2 separate regions of the Mus musculus genome follow, and region 1 is linked to region 2. Evidence: chromatin contacts called from public Hi-C data. All regions are on one chromosome and are shown on one strand. The core of a region is the stretch at or near the end of the contact, and the rest is flanking DNA. Distances in the headings are between cores, read along the strand shown. Region 1 holds the start of Scly (selenocysteine lyase). Region 2 overlaps Ramp1 (receptor (calcitonin) activity modifying protein 1).

The links. A called contact is a pair of places that touch in the nucleus more often than the background predicts.
Region 1: a Hi-C map of bone marrow-derived macrophages shows a contact between it and region 2, with 2.2 times the contacts expected there. The contact joins the promoter of Scly here to the enhancer-like site in region 2. A contact is called at or near these places in 3 of 39 promoter capture datasets (erythroid cells, macrophages and pre-B cells), 4 of 484 Hi-C or Micro-C datasets (the G1E-ER4 cell line, bone marrow-derived macrophages, nephron progenitors and 1 more), 6 of 115 datasets of contacts at active chromatin or transcription factors (bone marrow-derived macrophages, double positive thymocytes, embryonic stem cells and 1 more) and 2 of 9 other capture datasets (adipose tissue and liver).

What each region holds. Positions count from the first base shown.
Region 1 is chr1:91,294,957-91,300,164 of GRCm38.p6, forward strand. Scly (selenocysteine lyase) reads left to right here and starts at 3,382. Exons shown (of 12, transcript NM_016717.3): 1 at 3,382-3,492. The coding sequence starts at 3,440. It also overlaps the pseudogene Gm7785.
Region 2 is chr1:91,214,320-91,219,544 of GRCm38.p6, forward strand. The region is part of intron 2 of Ramp1 (receptor (calcitonin) activity modifying protein 1); the gene reads left to right. Among named protein-coding and RNA genes, the nearest start is that of Ube2f, 33 kb to the right of the region's middle. Within about 2 kb of position 1,897, at least 98 of the 459 cell types and tissues checked have an H3K27ac peak or open chromatin away from gene starts, as enhancers often do. A contact at or near this core is called in adipose tissue, bone marrow-derived macrophages, double positive thymocytes and 1 more, where this site is marked.

The DNA of each region.
Region 1 (5,208 bases), core at 2,132-4,631, 82 kb after region 2:
CGATTTGATAAACACTGGGGCTTTCTTAGTGTGTGCAAAGCTCTCGGTTCCATAACTATTACCACAAAAATAATCAAAAAACCACAAGTATTATGCCCTGAGGACTGCAAAGCACCGCGGAAAGAGACAAGAGATCTAAAGTGGAAAATCGGTCCTGTGTCCTTGGATCTAGAAGGTAGCGGAGCCATCCATACTGCACTCTCCCACCCCCCTCAGCCTTTGCGGAGTGCATTTGCCTTACCCACACTATCCTGCAGGATCAGCAAGACAGCCTTACTGGGAGAGCTGCGGGTCCAGTTCAAGCTCAGGCTGGTGGGCAAGCACAGTACTAGCCTAGCCGCCAACCCTTCCTGGAACTCGGCTGCTGCTGTGTCCATCACTACCCCTTGGTGGGCAAGCAAAGCACTAGCTGCCAGCCCTTTCTCTGCTGCTGTGTCCGTCGCTGTCCCACATATCCCAGCACTTTTCTTCCACCAACTTAGCAGCAACAGGCGAAGCCACTTGTCCTCCTGTTGGTTGACAGCCCAGGGGGATGGTGATGAAGACCTGGTTGAGCAGGGAATTCCACAAGTATATGGCGCCACTCTTGGGCCTCTGCAACAGCTGGCAAAGTTCAGTGTATGGGACACCTGCATCCGGGAGGAGTTTGGAGCTCGACGATTGGCTACTACACGCAAGCCACATGATGAAAGCTATGATGTGTGTCATTATAGTGTCTGGTGTAACATCAGGAATTGCAAGAATGTGTCAAACTGTCCCAGGGAGCTGTTACAGGTGTGTTACATTGCTGTTGTGTGATAACAAAGTCAATGTTAAGGACAGGAAGTGAAGGCCCAGGATGGTCCACATCATCTAAGATAAAGACGAGAATCTGAGAAAGGGGAAGCAGGAGCCCGAGTCTAATTTCATAGAGGACTGCCTGGGATGCAGTCAGCTCAGCACCACTTAACCATCATTCAGCTAAGTAGGTGTTCAGTTCTTCATGCTGACGAAGATTGGGTGGGTTTCAGAGTGAATGTGACACTTTAAAACACACGTTCAGGCTCGCCCTCTCCTCTGCGTCCTCGGCCACTGCGAAAGAAGGGAACATGCCAAAGAAAAAGACCGGTGTGAGGAAGAAGGCAGAGAACCGCCGAGAACTCGAGAAACAACTGCGAGCATCAAGAAGTACTGTCGACCTAGCCAAACACCCATGCAATGCTTCAATGGAATGCGACAAATGTCAGAGGCGGCAGAAGAATAGAGCATTTTGCTATTGTTGTAATTCTGTTCAGAAGTTACCAATTTGTGCACAGTGTGGGAAAACAAAGTGTATGATGAAGTCTTCAGACTGTGTTATCAAGCATGCTGGTGTGTACAGTACTGGCCTTGTTATGGTGGGTGCAATATGTGACTTCTGCGAAGCTTGGGTTTGCCATGGGAGGAAGTGTCTTAGCACCCATGCCTGTGCCTGAATGTGAGCAAGGGGTATGGGACCATGGAGGAAGAATATTCAGCTGTTCGTTTTGCCATAATTTTCTCTGTGAAGATGACCAGTTTGAGCATCAAGCCAGCTGCCAAGTTTTAGAAGCAGAAACATTTAAATGTGTTTCCTGCAGTCAACTTGGCCAGCATTCATGTCTCCGCTGTAAGGCTTGTTTCTGTGATGAACATACAAGGAGCAAAGTGTTTAAGCAAGAAAAAGGAAAACAACCTCCTTGCCCTAAATGTGGGCATGAAACACAGGAGACAAAGGATCTTAACATGTCAACACGCTCCTTGAAATTTGGCAGGCAGACTGGAGGAGAAGAAGGGTATGATGCGTCGGACAAGTATGGAGATACTGGATACCATGATGAGGAGGAGGAGGATGAAGCAGAGGATGAAGAGGAAGAAGATGGGAAGGACTCAAATGCTGAGTCATCAGATCTGTTCAGTAACTTGAATTTAGGAAGGACCTATGCCAGTGGCTACGCTCACTACGAGGAGCAGGAGAGCTAGGAGCTGCCCCTTGTTGGCACTTGTGGGAAGAGCAGGCTGAATCTGAGGATGCTCAGACGGACCCTCCCTTGCCTTGTCCAAAAGGCCAGTCACACTGGGCTCGGGAGGTTCTAGCAGTTTATAGGGATGCTATGTGAACTTGCAGTGTATGTAAAGTGAGTTAGATGTATGACAGATGGAGCATCATGGATTGGGTTATTACTGAGTTCAATAATCGGGTGGGTTTTGCCAGCTAGAAACATAATAAAATACACGATAAAGGAATAGAAAGCAAATATATTTATTTGAAATTAAATTACCGTCTTTATTAAAGGCACTGCTTATAAATTCATGTCTCTGATTTTACAAAGTGTAATGGGTAAAATTACCATATTCTTTTTCTTATTTCAATCCATACAATGAGAGTCATGTTCAGTTTTTCACTGACTTCATGCTGGGTAATGTTCACTCTGCATTAGCGGTTGCCATGTTCACCGTTTTCTTACAATGTCTATCCAGTGCTTGTTACTGTCTCACTGACAGACAGAAGTCTAGCTGTTTTCATCCACATAATGGCAGGCAGGACTAGTGTTGCTGATGCTTCACCCAGAGAATCTCATTTTACAATAAAGTTAGCATTATACTTGAAAAATAAAAAATAAAACACACGTTCAGAACTCACTTTGTAGACCAGGCTGGCCTCGAACTCACAGAGATTGGCCAGCTTATGCCTCTGGAGGGCTGGGATGAAAGGCCAGTACTACTACTGTCCTGCTTCACGCCTTTCAATTGTTTAAAAAAAGATTTTTATGTGTATGAGTCTGTTTATGCGTCTGTCTGCACTTACATACGAGCACCATGTGCATGCCTAGTGACTATAACCTTCCATAATTTTAACAGCCCTGCTTAGCTCACCTCTGATCTAGATCGCCTCAAAAGTATCAACACATAACTTCCTAATTTCAGGCAATTAAATCATTCGCGAAGGCGGATGTGGGGTATCCTATGTCCAGCGAGCACTAGCCGCCAACCCTTCCAGGCGCTCAGTCTTGGCTGCTGCGGTGCCTCTCATTGCACCGCGCATCCTAACACTTTTACTTCCATGAACTTTGCGGCGACCGGTGAAGTCACTGGTCCTTCTGTCACTAGTGACAGCCCAGGGAGGTGGGCTCCCAGAGCACGGTGCCAGTAGCTGGAGCACCCAGATGACTCGCCATGAGCGGCGCGCGCTTTGCCGATGACCGGTTAGATAGGACCGGCAGCGCGGTGGCCCTACTAAGGTAGTCTCCAGCTCCGTCCCACTGCCACCTGACCCCACATGACCAATCAACCAGTCAGGGGCGGAGGCAGGGCCCGTGCGGCTCACAGATTGGCCAAAGCGCGAAGCGCAGCCAATGCGGATACTCCGGGACCCGAGGCTCCGCCCATTCAGAGACTTCGGGGCGCTCAGGCTTGGGGTGACCTGCCGGCGATCAGGGGGATGGACGCGGCGCGAAATGGCGCGCTGGGCAGTGTGGAGAGCCTACCCGACAGGTGCGCTCCCTTCAAGGAGCCCGCAGGGCCTAGGGACACCTGGGGGACCTCAGTGAGTGTATGGTGAGGCGGGAGGAAGGGACACGCAGAAGCGTCCGGCCACAGGAACCGGGAGAGAACAGGCTACCGCCCAAGCTGAGGGCAGAAGGGGGCCCACGGGTGACAACTGTGCCGAGTGTGGCCACATCATCCTCCCGCGTTTCGGGCTTCTTCCCAGGGAATGGGCTCTTCCTGGAGGTTGGAACTGGCAGCCGAATCGCGATTATCTGCGTTTTACAAGAATCGCCGCTGCTTAGAGTCTAGGATGGCGTGGCTGTGGGACGGGGGGGAACGGGGGGGGGGGACGGGACTTTGGGGCCCATTTGACCACCCGAAGGTTTAAAGTGGGCTTTGGGGCGGGAACCCTAGGAGCACCAGGACAGTGGGGGAGACCTGCCTTCTCTTGCTGTCCACTGGGCTGTGGGACCTCCTCCCCTGGCGCGCAAGGAACCGGAGGTCCTGGCTCAGCCTTCTCCCACCCAGGAATGTGTTATACCAGAAGCCCCCTCTCCATCCCCATCTCATTTTTTTCTTCTTTCTCTTTTCTCTTTTACCCCCGGTCCCTCCTCCACCTCAGCCCCATAAGGCCTCGATATGTAGTCCAGGCTACTCCTGCCTTCTCCGATATGGTGGAACTTGCCTATAATCCCAACACTGAGGACAGGAGGATTGTGATTTGGAGGCCAGCTTGGATCACACAGTGAGAACCTGTCTCATAAAGGCCTAAGCCTGGTGGCTTGAGCCTATACCAGACGTTTATTAAGCAGTTTCACTTTCTCTAGGAAGCCCGCTAATAACAGAGTCAATCGCTGATAAAATGCAAACCATAAACCAGTTCGGCCAAGCTATAGATGGGAAAACCAGTCACTTGGCAGGCCTATGGGTGTGCAGCACTTTGGGGGCTCTTTATTTCTAGGAAGGAACAGACTTGGGACACAGGCAAAGCCTGCGGCAATGGGAATTCCAGCCCCAGGGTGGTCAGGTAGGTCCACATTACAAAGCCCAGCCTTGCAAGATCAGGTGACTGCGTGGCACTTAAAGCAAAGATAGGAGATGAAAGCTTCTTCCTGCCTGTTCTGCCGTGCTCCCCTGGACATAGTTGGGCAGTGTGTGCTGGCTCACCACTGCATCGGCTTGAACACTGGTTTGATGTAAAACCAAGTGAAATAATGACTGTTTTCAGGCCCGATTGCCTACCATAGAGATTTCCGAAGGTCTGGGACCCTGGTGAGAACACAAGCAGATAACTCTCCTTAGGGAGGGTCTCTGGGGCTTTGAACTCTGTGTCCTGTGGATGAAGTTCCTACATAGGAAGACAAAGCCTGCTTGTTCCTGGAGCTGCTCATCACTTGCTCCCTAGAGAGGACACTAAGCATGTGACTCTTGGGTCAGATGATGAATGGGTCCACAGCGGAAGACAGGGAGGGAGGGAGGGAAGGAAGAGGGCCAGGCTGCGTGCGGCCTACAGTTTCCAATCGAACCCTGGAGCCTCATCCAAACAGATCTGCTGAAGCACAGACTTTAAAAAGTTTAGGTAGAGTGGGGGTGGGGCAAGAAAAACTGAAAATGCAAGTTGCCCCAGGGAGAGACCTGCCCAGTAAAAGCCAGGGAGGGGACAGCCATAGCCCTGGGAAGCCTCCAGCAAAGATGAGTACAAAGCTCCTTCCTAGAGGCAGT
Region 2 (5,225 bases), core at 647-3,146:
TCTTTCTTCCTTTCTTTTCTTTTTTCTTTTTTGCTAGCATTTTAGTTTTCAGTATTGTAGACAAGGAATATTTATTGTCTTATGACTTTTATTTTCGGAATTTGTTGGCTTTTCCCTGCTGCCTAATATGGATCTGGAGACTTTTGACAAGATTGTTGGTTCTTAATATTTTTTGTTCTTTTTGCAATACTTTTGGGCTAAACTTTGGAGGCATGATCAGCTCCCCTCCCCAAGGAAGATGAGAAGCTGTGTATATCTATCAGACCCCCAACCCCCAACACACACACATACACCACACACACATACACCACACACACACACACACACACACCACACACATACACACATACCACACACATATAAACACACACACATACACACCACACACATACACACACCACACACACATACACACACACCACATACATACACACCACACACACACATACACACACACCACACACATACACAACTCACATACACACATACACACCACACACACATACACACACACACACACACACACACACACACACACACACACACACACACAGGGATTTCTGGGCCATGGTGCTATAAATGCCCTTCTGCCTGTGTTTGTTCCGCACTGCATTGTGCTGCCCTGCAGCAGCCTCCAGGCCTGCTCGCCTGCATGCCAGGACCTCTGCTTTCCCTCCCCTCTGCTTTGATGGTGACTGTTCTGAACAGGCTAACTAGGATCAGGTCCCAGCAGTACAACAGGGAAAGGAGAGCTAAGATATCCAAAGTGGATCAGAGCCCATTTGTAAGTGAGGGTCAGAGCGGTCCACCTCCTACCTACAGGACCCTGCCATGCCCCATCCCAGACAGCCCTAGTCCCTACAATGCCCAAGAGGCCACAGTGACCTCCAGGAAATAGGAAGGCGGCTGTCCCATGTGGTATGCCACTGCCCACTTTCTGCTGTCCCAGAAATGAGGCACTGATTAGAAATACAGTGGCCTCTGCTGTAGTTTTCTTCCTAAAATAAACTTCCACGCAACCATGAAAATAATGTATATTAAGTGCAGAGAAGCACAGCCTACTGTCCCTGCATTGGGAACAGCCCCTGAAGGATGGCTCTCCTACAGGGGCACTCCACCAGATCTGCAGGCTTTAGGCTGCCATGTGGACCAACCCACTTGCTTTGTTCAGCATCTTCATGGAAAGATGTGCCTGCCTGCACCTGCACCCTAGAATTCTTTCTGAAAGTTGACTTCTTAGTAGAGGTCCCTCCAAGTGCCTTTCCCATGTGCTGGTTTCTGACTTTCATCATCTTGACCTCAGTGTGCACCTCCTCTTGCTGCCTTTGTCCACATTTCATACATTTTGTTTTGTTGTGAGATAGAGTCTCAGGTAGGCCAAGCTGGCCTCAAACTCAGTACGTAGCCAAGGATGACTTTGAACTCATGATCCTCCTGTCTGCGTCCCAAGTGCTGGGATTACAGGCATGGACCACACAGATCGGTTTATGAAATACTGGGAGTGGAACCCATGCCTTGTGACTTTTTTTTTTTTTTTTTTTTGAAGGCAGGCTATTCCTAGGTAGTATAGTATGGCTTTGAACTTGTGATCCTCCTTCCTTGGCCTCTTGAGTATTGGGATTGCAGGCAACCCTCCATACCTAGCTTCCTTTGTTTCTGCATAAGTTTCTGCCCAAGAGCATTTCTGATGTGCTCACCAATTATTTCTATTTGCAGAAGAAATACATAGTTGGCCAGCCACAGACCTCTCTGTCTGCATGTTTGTTTGCTGGCTTCCCCACCCCCTCCATCAACCCGTGTCAGCTGGCATCTCACCAGGATCTTGAGGCTAGCCCCAAGTGGGTCAGCTGGGGGTGGGACAGCATCCTGTCTCAACAGTGTTAGAAGCTGCTAGAGCTTCCAAGCTGTGACCATGCTGGGGATGGGAGGCAAAGGCAAATGCCAAGGCAGTGAACCAAACCCCAGGGTTTCTCCTTGGAGTTTCTGAGGAATTAGATGCCCCTTGTTAGTCAGACTTGACAGAAGTTTATAGGACACAAAGCACACAGTGAGCCTCACACTAGTGGTCGTCAGAGAAGAGGCAAGGAGAAAATTTGTGGCTTTGAGGGGCCCGTTCCGTCTGTCCCTTTACTTCATTTAATTAGTCTGTCCAGTCATTTGGGGAGGGGGCCGATCCTCTTTCTAAGATGAGGTTACCAACACATGGCCATGTGAGATGAAGTCCTTATGGTTGCTTGAGAGAAGAGAGGAAGCTGGGACTCAAACCCAGATGATGTGTGCCAGGACACAGGCTCAGATACTCGTTGTTAGGGGAAGTTGGGGCCAGAAGGGGGAACAACTGCAACCTCAAGTTATCCCCAGAGGAGCAGCCTCACTGTGTGCATCAGTGCGCTGCCACGTACCGAGGAGCCCAGAGCCATGCATGACTCGAGATCCAGGCGTTTGGAAAACTCCCACTGAAGTGTTCTGGGACATTCCAAGCAAAGTTTGCTTAGAAACCCAGAATAGCAAGTCCTAACCTAAAAAGGATAATTATTCAGTTACATGAGAACTGAAAATTAGTGAGTTAGAGCCAGGGCACGCTTTCTAACTATTTTGGGTCCTCTGGCTATCTCTGTGTTCTTTTAGCAGAGGCATGTCCAACCTCTAAGGGGAATCCTTTTATCTCATCCGAACTGACAGAGCATGCACAATTGTTACTGAAAACCTCAGCTGTCACTTCTGCCTAAACAAACGGGATCCAGTGGGCAGCCATCCCTGCACCACAGATATTTTTAGGCATAGGTGGCTTCAATCAAAAATAGAATCCTGGTCCCAGAATAGCAGGCTACACACTCAGCCCCAGACAGCCGTAGAGTGTAATCTGTGGTGACCTGGCTTCCAGAATCAGGGACTCTGAACTGTTCTGGTTATCTGAGAGAGAGAGAAGGCATCTTCTGCCAGAGACATTCCCAGGCTACAGAAGACATTGTTCTGGGTGCTCTGTCATCAAAACCATCTCTGGGTTTGGGTCGAGAAGGATAGTCTACACCACCAGTGCTCAGTTAACCAGTGTCAACTGCAAATGTGGCCTTTGACTTTAAAGAACACATTTAGTCCTTGCTGTGTTGGATCTCATGATGAGATCCAGGCTGTCTCAACTTCTTACAGCTTTTCCCACGTGTGTTTTCTAACGGAACCTTGGATCTTTTGCTTACTCAGACCATGCACCCCAGGGCCAGTGAGCGGGGGAGAGGGTTGTCCACTCTCTCCTTCCCTGTGTCTCATCCGAATTACCACTGATGTGGGCTGAAAGATCTGGACAGGGTGCCTGACACAAAGGCAGCTGAGGGTGGGGGAGGCCTGTGGCAAACTGGCCTAGCAATTTAAAGATCTCATGATACACTTGGGCGGAGGAATGCCTGGATTTGGAAAGCCTCCACTTTTGACCAAAAAAAAAAAAAAAAAAAAAAAAAGCCTTTTAGATGCCCTGAGGGTCTCCTCAGGGCTGATATCTGGCCTTTGCTCCATTGATAGACTTTCTAGATTAAAGTAAGAAAAGATAGTTTTAATCTCTTCGCCACCATTTTGGGGCTTTTCCCTTTTCTGTATGGATCCAGAGTCCTCCTTGGTCTATCTTCTGATTGAAGAACTTTCTTTAACCTTCTTTAAAGTGCAGGCCTGCTGACTCTCTGAGCTGCTTTAGTTGTTTAAAATGAAAATGAAGAAGCCCCTATTTTTATCCCCATATTTAAAGGATGTTGAGTGCTGGCTTCTAGGCTGCCAGCAGTGGGACTTCCTTGGCCTGTGGTCTCTGGCTTGCCCAACCTTGGAGGGAAGTCAGCACTAGTTCCCATGGGCATCCTGAGCCCTCTGTGTGTTTTTATGACTGAGACTCTCCATTATTTAGGCTTTAATGTGTGTTTGGTAGTCTCTGTGTATTTGTTGGTTGCTGCTGCTTTGTTTCTAATCCTTCTTGGGGTTCTCTGACCCTGAGTGTTTTTATTTAACGTCTTTCATTAAATTGGGGCAAGTCTCAGGCCATTATCTTTTCAAATATCTCTTCTGCTGCATCCCACTCCCGCTTCTGGGAGTGATGGATAAGTTGGAATTTATTGCACGTGATGGTAGGACGTGCCCACAGCTCTCAGAGCCCTCTGCAATGCCTTCCTTTCATTTCCTCGGTCTTTCAGTTTGTGTAAGTTCTCCTATCTTGACCTCCACCTCACCGACCCCTCCACCTGCCATGCAGTGCAGCAAAAGAATGGCCTTTTAAAGATGAGATTTGTTTATTTTATTTTATATGACTGTTTTCCCTGCGTGCATGCATGCATGCATGCATATGTATGCCTGGTGCCCCAATCAATAAGGATACTGAGCTACCATGTGGGTGATGGGAATTGAATCCCAGTCCTCTGAAAATGCAACGAGGGCTCAAAAGTATGCTCTTTGATGCTTTCTAATCCCAGTAGTCTCTCTTGCTATAGCTTCCTCTTCCACCTCCTGCCGTCCTCCTCCTGTTTCTCCCCCCATCCTGTTTTAAGGCAGGCCCTCCCTTTGTGTTCTAGGCTGAGCTGAGACTCTAGATTCTCCTTTCTTTGCTTTGTAAGTGCTGGGATGACAAGGCTGTGCGCCACACCCAGACCCTTTTGACTCTCTAGGCTTCGAGCCCCATTGAAGCCCCCCCATCTGTTTATGTATAATCCTTTCCTTTCTTGGTAGACCGGACATTGTCATTTTAAAGCCCCCGTCTAGCCTTACCACGACGAAACCCTAAGGTAGGCTAGTTACCCCATAGTTTCAGAGGTTGTGACAAGGAACCAGTGGCACACAGCAATGGTAGGGTATGTTCAGAAGCACGAGCTGCCATCGCCAGAGAGAAAGCCAGAGAGGCTGGGGGACCAGTTCAGGCTCTCAGGAGACCACCCTGATCCCTGACCTGAGCCGACGCCACAGGTTAGCTCCCCACCTCCCAGAGGTTAGTTCCAGCTCTAAATAGCTCTATACCCCATCATGACCTGATAGTCACAGACTAGGTCATCATCTTTTGGTTCTTGCTGTTTTCGGGCAGAGTTTTACTATTTTCAACTCACTAATGGGCTTTCAGGTGTGTCAGAGGCCAACTAAAAAGAATCTGCATATAGAAGCAGGCAGGCCTCCTCTGGCAGTCGGCTAGGTGGGGTTCCAGTCAATCTGTCAAGAGTTGAGATGGGTTAAGGATTTTCTGTTGCTGTGGTCAGTGTCCC